2 separate regions of the Anas platyrhynchos genome follow, and region 1 is linked to region 2. The links are chromatin contacts, called in public Hi-C maps. All regions are on one chromosome and are shown on one strand. Each heading gives the region's core, a stretch centred on a gene start, on an enhancer-like site or on the middle of the called end of the contact. The rest is flanking DNA. Distances are from core to core; before and after follow the strand shown. Region 1 overlaps STN1 (STN1 subunit of CST complex). Region 2 overlaps SH3PXD2A (SH3 and PX domains 2A).

Region 1 (4,612 bases), core at 903-3,402, 230 kb after region 2:
AGCAACTGCTATTAGTTGCTGACCTAACCTCATTGCATTTGGTTCCTCCCAAAATTTATGTACACTGAAAAGATACAGATCTTAGATAATGGCTGCTCATTTCAGATCTGCGAGGTTGCTTCATGCTAGGCACATGTGCTCTCTCACTCTCTCTCTCTGCTCATAGGAAGCTGCTCCTGCACTTCTGCTTTTAGCTACTCTGATGAGCTACACAAGTAATTTAGCTTCGAGTTTAAGGGTAAGGACAGGAAGTGTACCTAATCCAGCAGCAGCAGGAGAGATTGTCATCAAAGTATCAGCACCAGCTCATAGCTCACCAGAAACCTGACCACACCAGTACTTACGCCTGGGTTTTCGGCAGTCCTCTTTAACCACATCGAGGGTCACTTTAAGCAGGTCCTTATCATAGTCAGTCACCTGGAGGTAACGGAAAAAAATGGCAATTTATAGTAGTCTATTTCACAGTAAATGGAGCGGATGTTAAAAAGGATGTATCATGGCCATACATCAAGGCCACAACGTATTCTAAACTTACATTGTCATAACTACAGTCAGCAAGATATGCTGCCTCCAAGATAAATAATGCATGTTAAATCTTCAGTTATCTTTTGAGCAATGTTAGCAGCATTCAGGAGTTAGGAGAAGAACATAAGATACCAGAATCAACCCAAAAGAGGGCATCCAACTCAACAGAACACTGAGTTTTAACCTAAACCTGACAGAGACCTGTCCCAGTCTTCAGTGTGCTCTGTCGCATCAGCATACAGTTAAGCAACCCAGGTTGAACACAGACTGCACCTAGAACAGCAGCAGTGCTGAAGACTGGCACTGAGTTACAAGAAGATCAGCTTGGTAGGTGACAGAGAGGTATAAGTAATAGTAAAGAAAGACGTAGATAAGCCTTTGGAATAAACAGACAGCACTTGGAGGTCCAGCTTCTCTTCCTGAAATATTTCTACTCTGAAACTATGAAATAGTCAAAGCATTGAATATGTTTGCAATCACAGCTCAATTCCTTACATGGTACAAGTCCTTGGAGCTACTAGGTTTCTGGAAAACCACTCCTTCTTCTTGTAGCATCTTTATTGCTTCCTTAAAAACACTGTGAATCCTTTTGGAGCTGGAGTCAGGTTTTGAATTCACCTGGATGGGAAGAAATGTACACAGCAAATGGTGAGAAATCTCAGCCCAACTAAAGCTGATGGCAAAAGCTCCAGAAAATTTCAAGAGCAAGAGAACTTCACGTCATTTTGTTCCACATTTTTCTTTATTTGGTAAATCACAAATCTTATTTGTTACATGCAAACCAACCTGTTAACTTCATCAGTTACATATGAACTAACCAACACCTCAGTCTTTAAAAAAATATAAATATCAGAAGCTTGTGGTTTCGTCAGAATTGTACAATCTCCTAACTGCTGTTTGCAGCTATGTGATTATGTACTGAAAGCCCCCTTCTTTTGGAATAGGCCTATGATGCTTACAGAGAATTTGACTGCTTTGATGGTATTTCTATGTTGTTTTCTGGGAGTGAGGGGTATATGGAAAGAAGCAAAGATCAGCGCTTTGTAGGGTGATATTCAAGAGGAATCCAAGTGCTAGGAATTGGATCTCCATCTCCTGATACCAAACTGAGGCTGTGTCCAAAGAAAAGAAGGAAACTGGTAAGAATAATATTTGTTTCTTGTCCCCTGCTTTCCAAATTTTTACAAGTATTTTAGTCACGGTTTTAAGAGTCTCTCCACAGCCCTAATGAAATGTCAGGAGAAAGAGCGTGCAAGAAATTAAGATAGATATATGAGATAGGGAAACAAAGGATGAAGGCTAGAAGGCAGGTGGGAAAAAAGTCTCTTGTGAAGGGTTCAGGACACTGCTAGCAGAGTAGGAAGTAAGAAAAAAAAAAAAAGGAAAAGCAGGGTTTGTTTGGAGATAGAGCAGAGCTAAGACAGTGGAATGACAGCTGGGGAAGTTGAAGGAAATAAAGAATCAGCTGTGGAGAGGAGAATGTATGGGCAGATAAGAGCTAGACCATTACATTCTTTCCCATCTTTATCTGTCCCGCTGTTTCAACCTTCCATTTATCTACAAAGGCTGCTTCAATTCCCCAATTGTTGTTTCCACATCTGTTGGGAACACTCTGTGCTCCCTGTGGTTTCCTTTGAGAGCAGAGCTGAACTGCTTCCCACAAGCGAACATGTGATGAATGGAACCAGACCACACCAGAGCAACCAAAGCAAGAGTTGCCAAGCCCTTTCTTCATCTGCCACCATAAACGCTCCCATCCTGTCCTGAGCAGAAGTATCAGCCTTCGTGTATCCTACTTCATTCACCAGGGGAACTCACAGAAATACTGGGAGTGAATCAAGCAACCACCGTGCACCAGAGTGAACTCACATGGACACGTGGTGACAGACACCAGGTTGGTAACGAAAGAACGTCCCTTCACAAAGCATTACTTCCATCCATTTGTAAGGCTCAAGTCCAACTCGGACTAGCTGTAAGCCTGGGAATTGACATGCCTCACCAGGAATGGTTTAGGAGATCCAACAGAGATATTGGCATTGGCACGCTCTACAGCTTTCTCCACACCCTTCCCCTCAATGTTTCAGCAGGCCATAATCACAGCTCTCTCACTCTTTCTTTCTGTCCAACAACAGCAATCTTTTTCCTCTCAAATCGTTAGTCAAAAATAATTACCTTGTAGTCCAAGGCAATTACCACAGAAGAATAGCTATTATTCTGTCTTTATTTGGCTTCAAGTTTTCTCCTGTTACAGAAGGATTTTAGTGTTTGAATGTTTGCTTGTCCCCTGTCCACCACAGCTGTACCAGTACAACTACAGACACTATTTTTAACTACAAACCTGACCTTACATCTGGACACCATTCCCCTCACACCATTAATACCTCCATCATACTTTATAGTGCTGCTTCTTATGAACTGAAGAAACAAACAAAATATAGAAGAAAGGGATTTTGTTTATTTGCTTTGTAAGTGAAGAGTGAATACTTTCTCTTAATTATTTTTTTTTTCTTCAGGACAAGAGGCAATGGGCACAAACTGAAATACAGAATTTCCAGCTGAATATGAGAAAACTCTTGTTTGCTGTGAGGGTGACTGAGCAGAGCACTGGAACAGGTTGCCCATGGAGTCTCTTACTCTGGAGGTATTCAAAACCCACCTGGATGCCATCCTGCCAATGTGCTCTAGGTGATCCTGCTTGGCAGGGGAGCTGGACTAGGTGATCTCCAGAGGCCCCTTTCAACCTCAACCATCCTGTGAAAAGCACATTCACATCGCTGTACCTAAAATGAAGAGGCTTTGCCTCTAACAAATGCAGGAATCTAAAGAAACTGCTAGCAAAGCAACCACCTCAAGACTCAGATCAATTTTTAATGTGAAAGCAAACATTTGGCGAGGGGAAAAAAGATAAAAATATCTCCAAAGAAGCAGGATAATTATTCAGTTTGGCTTAACACTGAGATCCCGTCAGAAAAGGGAGATAATTAAAAACAGGCTCCGTGTGAACTGACACACAGCTCTGCCTGGATGGATACTGAAACAGAATCACTAAGAAAGTAAGTCAAGAGATTGACAGAGAAGGCAGAGAGGCAGACTTGGGAGTGAGAAAATAAGGAAGAAGCTGCTACATATCAGCACCCTCTCATATGTGCTGCAGAGTCTGAAAAAAAGGTCTCTGTGGGAGAATTACCTCCGAAAAACAGATGAAGGCTCTTCCCCTATCCAGAGACTTTAATATTATCCTGAAATAATGGGAAAAGTTTTTGTGTTTTTGTTTTCTAGCATGCTCTAGAACATGCTTCTGCCTCTCTCGCCCTCTGAGTAAATCAACAATTTGACAAAGTTCTTTGTGAACACCACCTAAAGTTATTTGATCTGTTTTTTTGGTCCACCCAAAACATCTCCAATTTCTCGTCCTGCAAGTCCAAAAGTCAATAGCCCGTCTCCCTAATACCTCACCTTTCTTTTATGCCAAACCAGACCCTCTTTTCTTCTGGACTTGCACAATCCCCTGAGAGCCAGTGTACACCGAAGTTTGTGATTTTGCCTTCTTAGCAGAGATCTAGAGGAGGCTGAACGAAGGCAGAAGAAATTTGGGACAATAAAATCCTACCTGATTTCACATTTCTGCTTTTATTTCAGGAGGAGATGGAGAAATGCTTGCATTTCAACAGTTACAAAGATGCGCTTATAGGTGTTAACATAGCTCCTTCCAAATCACAGCTTAACAACCATCACTTTACTTTTACAAAGCTTATTATCCAAGAAATTCAAAGCATTTGCAGGTATTAGGTAGTTTAAAAGCTGATCTTAAGCACTAGTGAGATTTGAATCTGGATTTTCAATTTCCCTCTCGCAACATTCACAAGTCATTTTTCAAAGTGTCTCCCTTCAAGCATGCCTTAAGTTTCAGGTTCCCTCAAGTGCTGACAGCAGGGGTTCTCCCTGTCCCTCTCAAATCAGGTCCCTTTTAAATAAATGAAGCTGGACATCCAAGCACAGGACCACCCTCAAATCATTCATCACTTTTGCAAAGCACACCCCCTTACACCCCGCTTGGAGAAGCAGCTATTGAATAATGATTTATCAC
Region 2 (4,571 bases), core at 790-3,289:
GCGTGAAGGAACCACTTACACGCACTTCTGCTAGAAAGCCTGACAAGCACACACACACTTGTTTCTAGAAAAACATGGTTGGTCCAAAGCAGAGTTCAAGGCAAAGGGGAAAAAAAGGACTTCTTATTGTACAGCTGTTGGTATGGCAAAGGGGAACCTACAGTAGTAATACAGCTGCGCTTCAGAAAAATAACCAGAATAGACTGAAGATGTCTTACAACACTCCTCCCCCCAGAAAACCTATGTGCTGTTGATTCCTTTATCTGCAACTTTGGATTCCACTTCTGTGAATGATTAAAGGAGAAAAAAATGTGACCTGACCAAACCCAGGCATCTTGTGTTCTTGCTATCTGGAGTGCCTTCCTGACTCCACTGCTATCTTTATTAGCCTCTTCTCTCTATGGGAGCATTAGATGGAAGAAAAAAAAAAAAATCCCTTTTTTGAGTACAGGACATCAAGAAAAACAAAAACATTGCTGCAGTCAGCACTTTCATAGCCCTCATTCATAGCTGATGAATCAAGCAGAATTTAAACAAAAGCAAGTTACAGCTTGGGGAAGGGAAAGGAGAAAAATCGTGATTACATGCTGACTAGAAATATGACCAGCTGGGATGTCTTGCACTGCCTGAGATAAACCTGCATTTTTAAGCCACCTGTGGTGCCTTTTTAAGGCATGGGGTGTCAGTATGGCCCGGTCCACACATCTAAGCAATGTCTATATTACAAAGGGGCAGAATCACAACAGAGCACTAAAACCCAAGTGCTCCATGGACCCAAATGGAGAAAGATCTCATTAAGTACTTCTTACACCTTATACCACTGTCTTAGACACACCTGACCTACATTTTCCCATAAAAATCCCTTTAAGTCACAAGTCTGTCCTCTATGACTGCTATTTCAAATACATAACAAAGGTAGATACACAATGACAACTTCGCCTGCCCTTCAACCACAGCCCCTCTGCTTGCCTGAATACCTGATCTGGATAGGCAGAAGTCAGGCAAATTGATGGATTCGACTTATCAACTAGTAAGTTTGGAAAAGGGCCACAGCCAAAGTTATCTTTTCTGTCCCAGGGAATAACACCACCTGCCCAAATAGCTCAGCAGACCACAGTCAGCCTTTCACGGTTGCTATAAATAGATTTAAATGGGCTGCAGAAAACCTCCCATACCAGAAGCACATTAAAATCACACACAACAGAAATCACTGTTAGGGCTCTCGTATCAACTCAGAGATGGGCTTTTAACTTGAAGGAAGAAGAAAACATTGAGAAGTTAAGGAATTTCCCCCACTCGAAGTCTACAGCTTTTGCATACACTGTGCTATTTCTTTAATCAGCATGGCCTTAGCCTTTTCTTTACATTCCTTCAAGATGCAAGAGGGGCGTCCTCACGAACAAGAATTACTTATGTACTAACATTAAGCAAACGATCAGAAAAGCTCATTGCCACAGGTTCTGCAGCAATGTGGCCGTGCAGCTGCTTTACCTGATGTACCACCATCCTTCCAGGTTCTTTTGGATGACCTCCACGGTGACCCCTTTTTCGAACCCAATCTCATCCTTCCCCTGGCTGGCGTACGGCTGGATGGTGACATATTTCTCTTCTAGTGAAGGGAGAAAAGGCAACATCAGTTAGGGTCAGGATTAGTCCAGCTGTTTTTCTGTTCTGCTTGCTTTTAAACTGTTGTGCAGCGATTACGTGGAGCCATTACAAAAGGCGGAGCCCAGCTCAGGGGCCCACTGATTATTTATGCTGACGACATGATAGATAATCAGCCCCTTGCCACTGCCCTGCTGCTGATAATCACCGAGCATTTCCATGCCAATAATGACACAAAGTCCCCTGAGAGTTTCCCCCCCTCCCCAAGTTCCTCGAGCGGGTAAGAAAGAGGATTTGAAGCTGGACTTAACTCCCATACTGTAACTTGACAGAATCAGCCCGGCTGCCAAATCAGCCGAGCGTCACCGCGGGAGCTCCAGCCAGTTGGCTCTTTTGAACACGCACATGGTTGCACGAAGCATTGTGTTACTGAAACCCGAGCCCTGTATCCTGAGAGGGACCGATGCTCCCCAGCTCCAAGGGGCTGGCCCAGCACGCTCGCTGCTCTCCCCGCAGCTCCAGAGCGGCGTGGGGCTACAGGAACGAGCTTGAAACACCATTAAAAGAAGTGACATGTGAACAAAAGGGGTGTGCATTTAACAGGAGACCATACATCATCTTGCATTCATGGGTTGTGAAGTGTTTGCAAACACGCTTCTGCAAGACCTCACTCCAGAGAAGTACGCAGGTGGCAGTGGGAAAGGAGGGCCAGAACCGAGACACGTACTTCAAAAGCACAGGCTGGATTTCAAGCAGGGGGGTTAAGCCAAAAACTTAGCTGCTGGAGGTGGATGGGGGATGCTATCTCCTTTCCAGGCTGGGCAGAAGTGAGCCAACTTGCTGAGCACAAGCCAATGAACAGAGCAAACACTTTCTCAGCATCTTCCTCTGCCCACCAGGAGTCACTTACTGCAACACCTCCATCATGCTCGGGGTCAACCTTTCCCTCCGTTAGCTTGAAAAATTACAACTGGCATTGAAAACATGAAGTGCCAGCCTCGCTTTGCAGCAGCAGACGTGGAAAAAGTTACCAAACCCTTCTCCTGAACCCAGGCTGCAGTGCATGTAACAGCATGAGTTTCTGTGGCTAGATCAAAGGCAGGGAAGGCAAGCAATAAAGCACACCCCAACCGGCCTTCCTAGCCCTTTCTGCTGGCAGTCACAACAAGGCACGGCCAGGAACAAACAGGGGGCTGTCAGTGCACAGGAACTGGCAGGAAATTAAGCGAATGCAGAGTTCCTGATCGCTGCAGAACAAAGGAGCTATGAAAAGGTTGCAGCAGCTTGAGGCAAGCGCTCGTTTGGAAAGAGCGAAGCAGACCCAGCCATCTGTTTGGTCTTGTGGCTCAAATGCATTTTGTTGCTGGGAGAAACATGGAAACTTAGAAAAGCCTTACTGAGACAGAGTAAGAAATAATACCTCTGAAATGGGGGGAAAAAAACATTGGCAGAGCATCTGGTGGCAGAAAATTCAGCAAAACTGCATCTCATAAGCCAACTTCCTTTGACGGGTCACAGTAGAGCTTTCTAACTCCGATGGAATAAAATCCATCGGAATCTTTGTCCCCAAGAGGAAAATATTCTCTCCTGCTCCCTGTTAATGCAGCCACTTTATTACTGCTAAGGAGTTTCAGCTAGTTTGTAATTAGCACCATCAAGATACCACACCTTCCCCACAGACACGAAACCCAACTTCAAAGTCACAGGACAGTTCTCTGTGCTGTGTTTCTGCTTTGCATGGTAGAGGCAGGCTTATTTTTCCTCTTTTTTTAAAGTGACTTCTGCTAAAAGGAGCTGAGAGTCTGGTTTCTACCACCTGCAAAACCCAAGCACTGAGTTGAACTGTGGAAGGTCCCTGGGCACCCAGAGTTTGTCCCCAAGAGGAAAGGGATGAGAAGTTTGGGTGTGCAGAGCTGCAGCAGCTCCCAGCTACACATTGCTTCAGACACTTCCATTTCTAGGCCAGCAATGCAGAGCTAAGCCACGCGTTTGTTTAGTGTTGGAGGACTGCTCTGCTTTGTCTCTCCCCCATACCAGAGCTGCTCTATCAGAGTTCACCCTTGCCACTACAGCTACAGCAGAAGTTTCTCTGTTTATCTTATTGCTCCTTCACATAAACAGCAGGCCCTGCTGCAGCTAAAGCCAGCTTTTCAGCTAGCTCCAGCTCCTCTCGCTGGGCAGAGCGGTCACACTCTCTCTCTAGGGATGCAACCTCCTTACTGCTGCAGAGGGCAGGGGAGGTCACACCTTCAGCATTCACGCCTGGATTTGCACCACAGCTTTCCAAACGCCTGCTCCAGCACGACTTCTTGTAGCTGAGGAATGGGCACAGTCACCCATCAGCCTCACAGCATCTCTGGGTCTGATCATTAAGGGAAAATGAAAGTTTGGGGCAAGGGTCCTCTGCAAACTAGGATGCAATCACCTTCTGAACATTAAATCCCTTCCTTCTCTACACAAATCACTCCCTCCATTACGCATTTAGGTGAGATGCTACCAGGGAAAAGGATAACAGATGTATGACAATACTGCCTGGCCTATTGCTCTCACCTTGCTGCCTTGCATACACCACACAACACTGCTCATCAGTGGTACTGACTGGAGACAGAGGCCTCCTCTACAAACACACACCAAATTGGTAAGGAAAACACAGCCCCATCCACATGTCATGACACTGGGATGCACAGGAGGGACTGGTGGGCCTTTCTGAGCTGCAGCTTTCCAAAGTTCTCCCACGAAGCAAGACAAATCAAAACTGGGTTAAAAATCCACTCAGAGAAGAGGGTCCCTACGATGTTTGTGCCTAACAGTTCTATTTTAAGCCCCCAGATCAAAAACAGGAAGGCACCATTAAAATTTCCCCTTGCAAAGTGCTTTCACAGCAAAAATTATGGTCATTTCCAAGATTACACACGGTTGGTTTCTTTCAGTGGTGCAGGGGATACCACAAACACACATGAGGTTTG

What was found. A called contact is a pair of places that touch in the nucleus more often than the background predicts.
Region 1: a Hi-C map of skeletal muscle shows a contact between it and region 2, with 2.4 times the contacts expected there. The contact joins two enhancer-like sites.

The regions. Positions count from the first base shown.
Region 1 is chr6:28,945,644-28,950,255 of IASCAAS_PekinDuck_T2T, forward strand. It overlaps STN1 (STN1 subunit of CST complex), which reads right to left. Exons shown (of 10, transcript XM_027459906.3): 8 at 1,021-1,143; 9 at 345-417. Among named protein-coding and RNA genes, the nearest start is that of SH3PXD2A, 16 kb to the left of the region's middle. Within about 2 kb of position 2,153, at least 2 of the 8 cell types and tissues checked have an H3K27ac peak or open chromatin away from gene starts, as enhancers often do.
Region 2 is chr6:28,717,557-28,722,127 of IASCAAS_PekinDuck_T2T, forward strand. SH3PXD2A (SH3 and PX domains 2A) reads right to left here. Exons shown (of 15, transcript XM_072039762.1): 11 at 1,492-1,609. Among named protein-coding and RNA genes, the nearest start is that of NEURL1, 170 kb to the left of the region's middle. Within about 2 kb of position 2,040, at least 1 of the 8 cell types and tissues checked has an H3K27ac peak or open chromatin away from gene starts, as enhancers often do.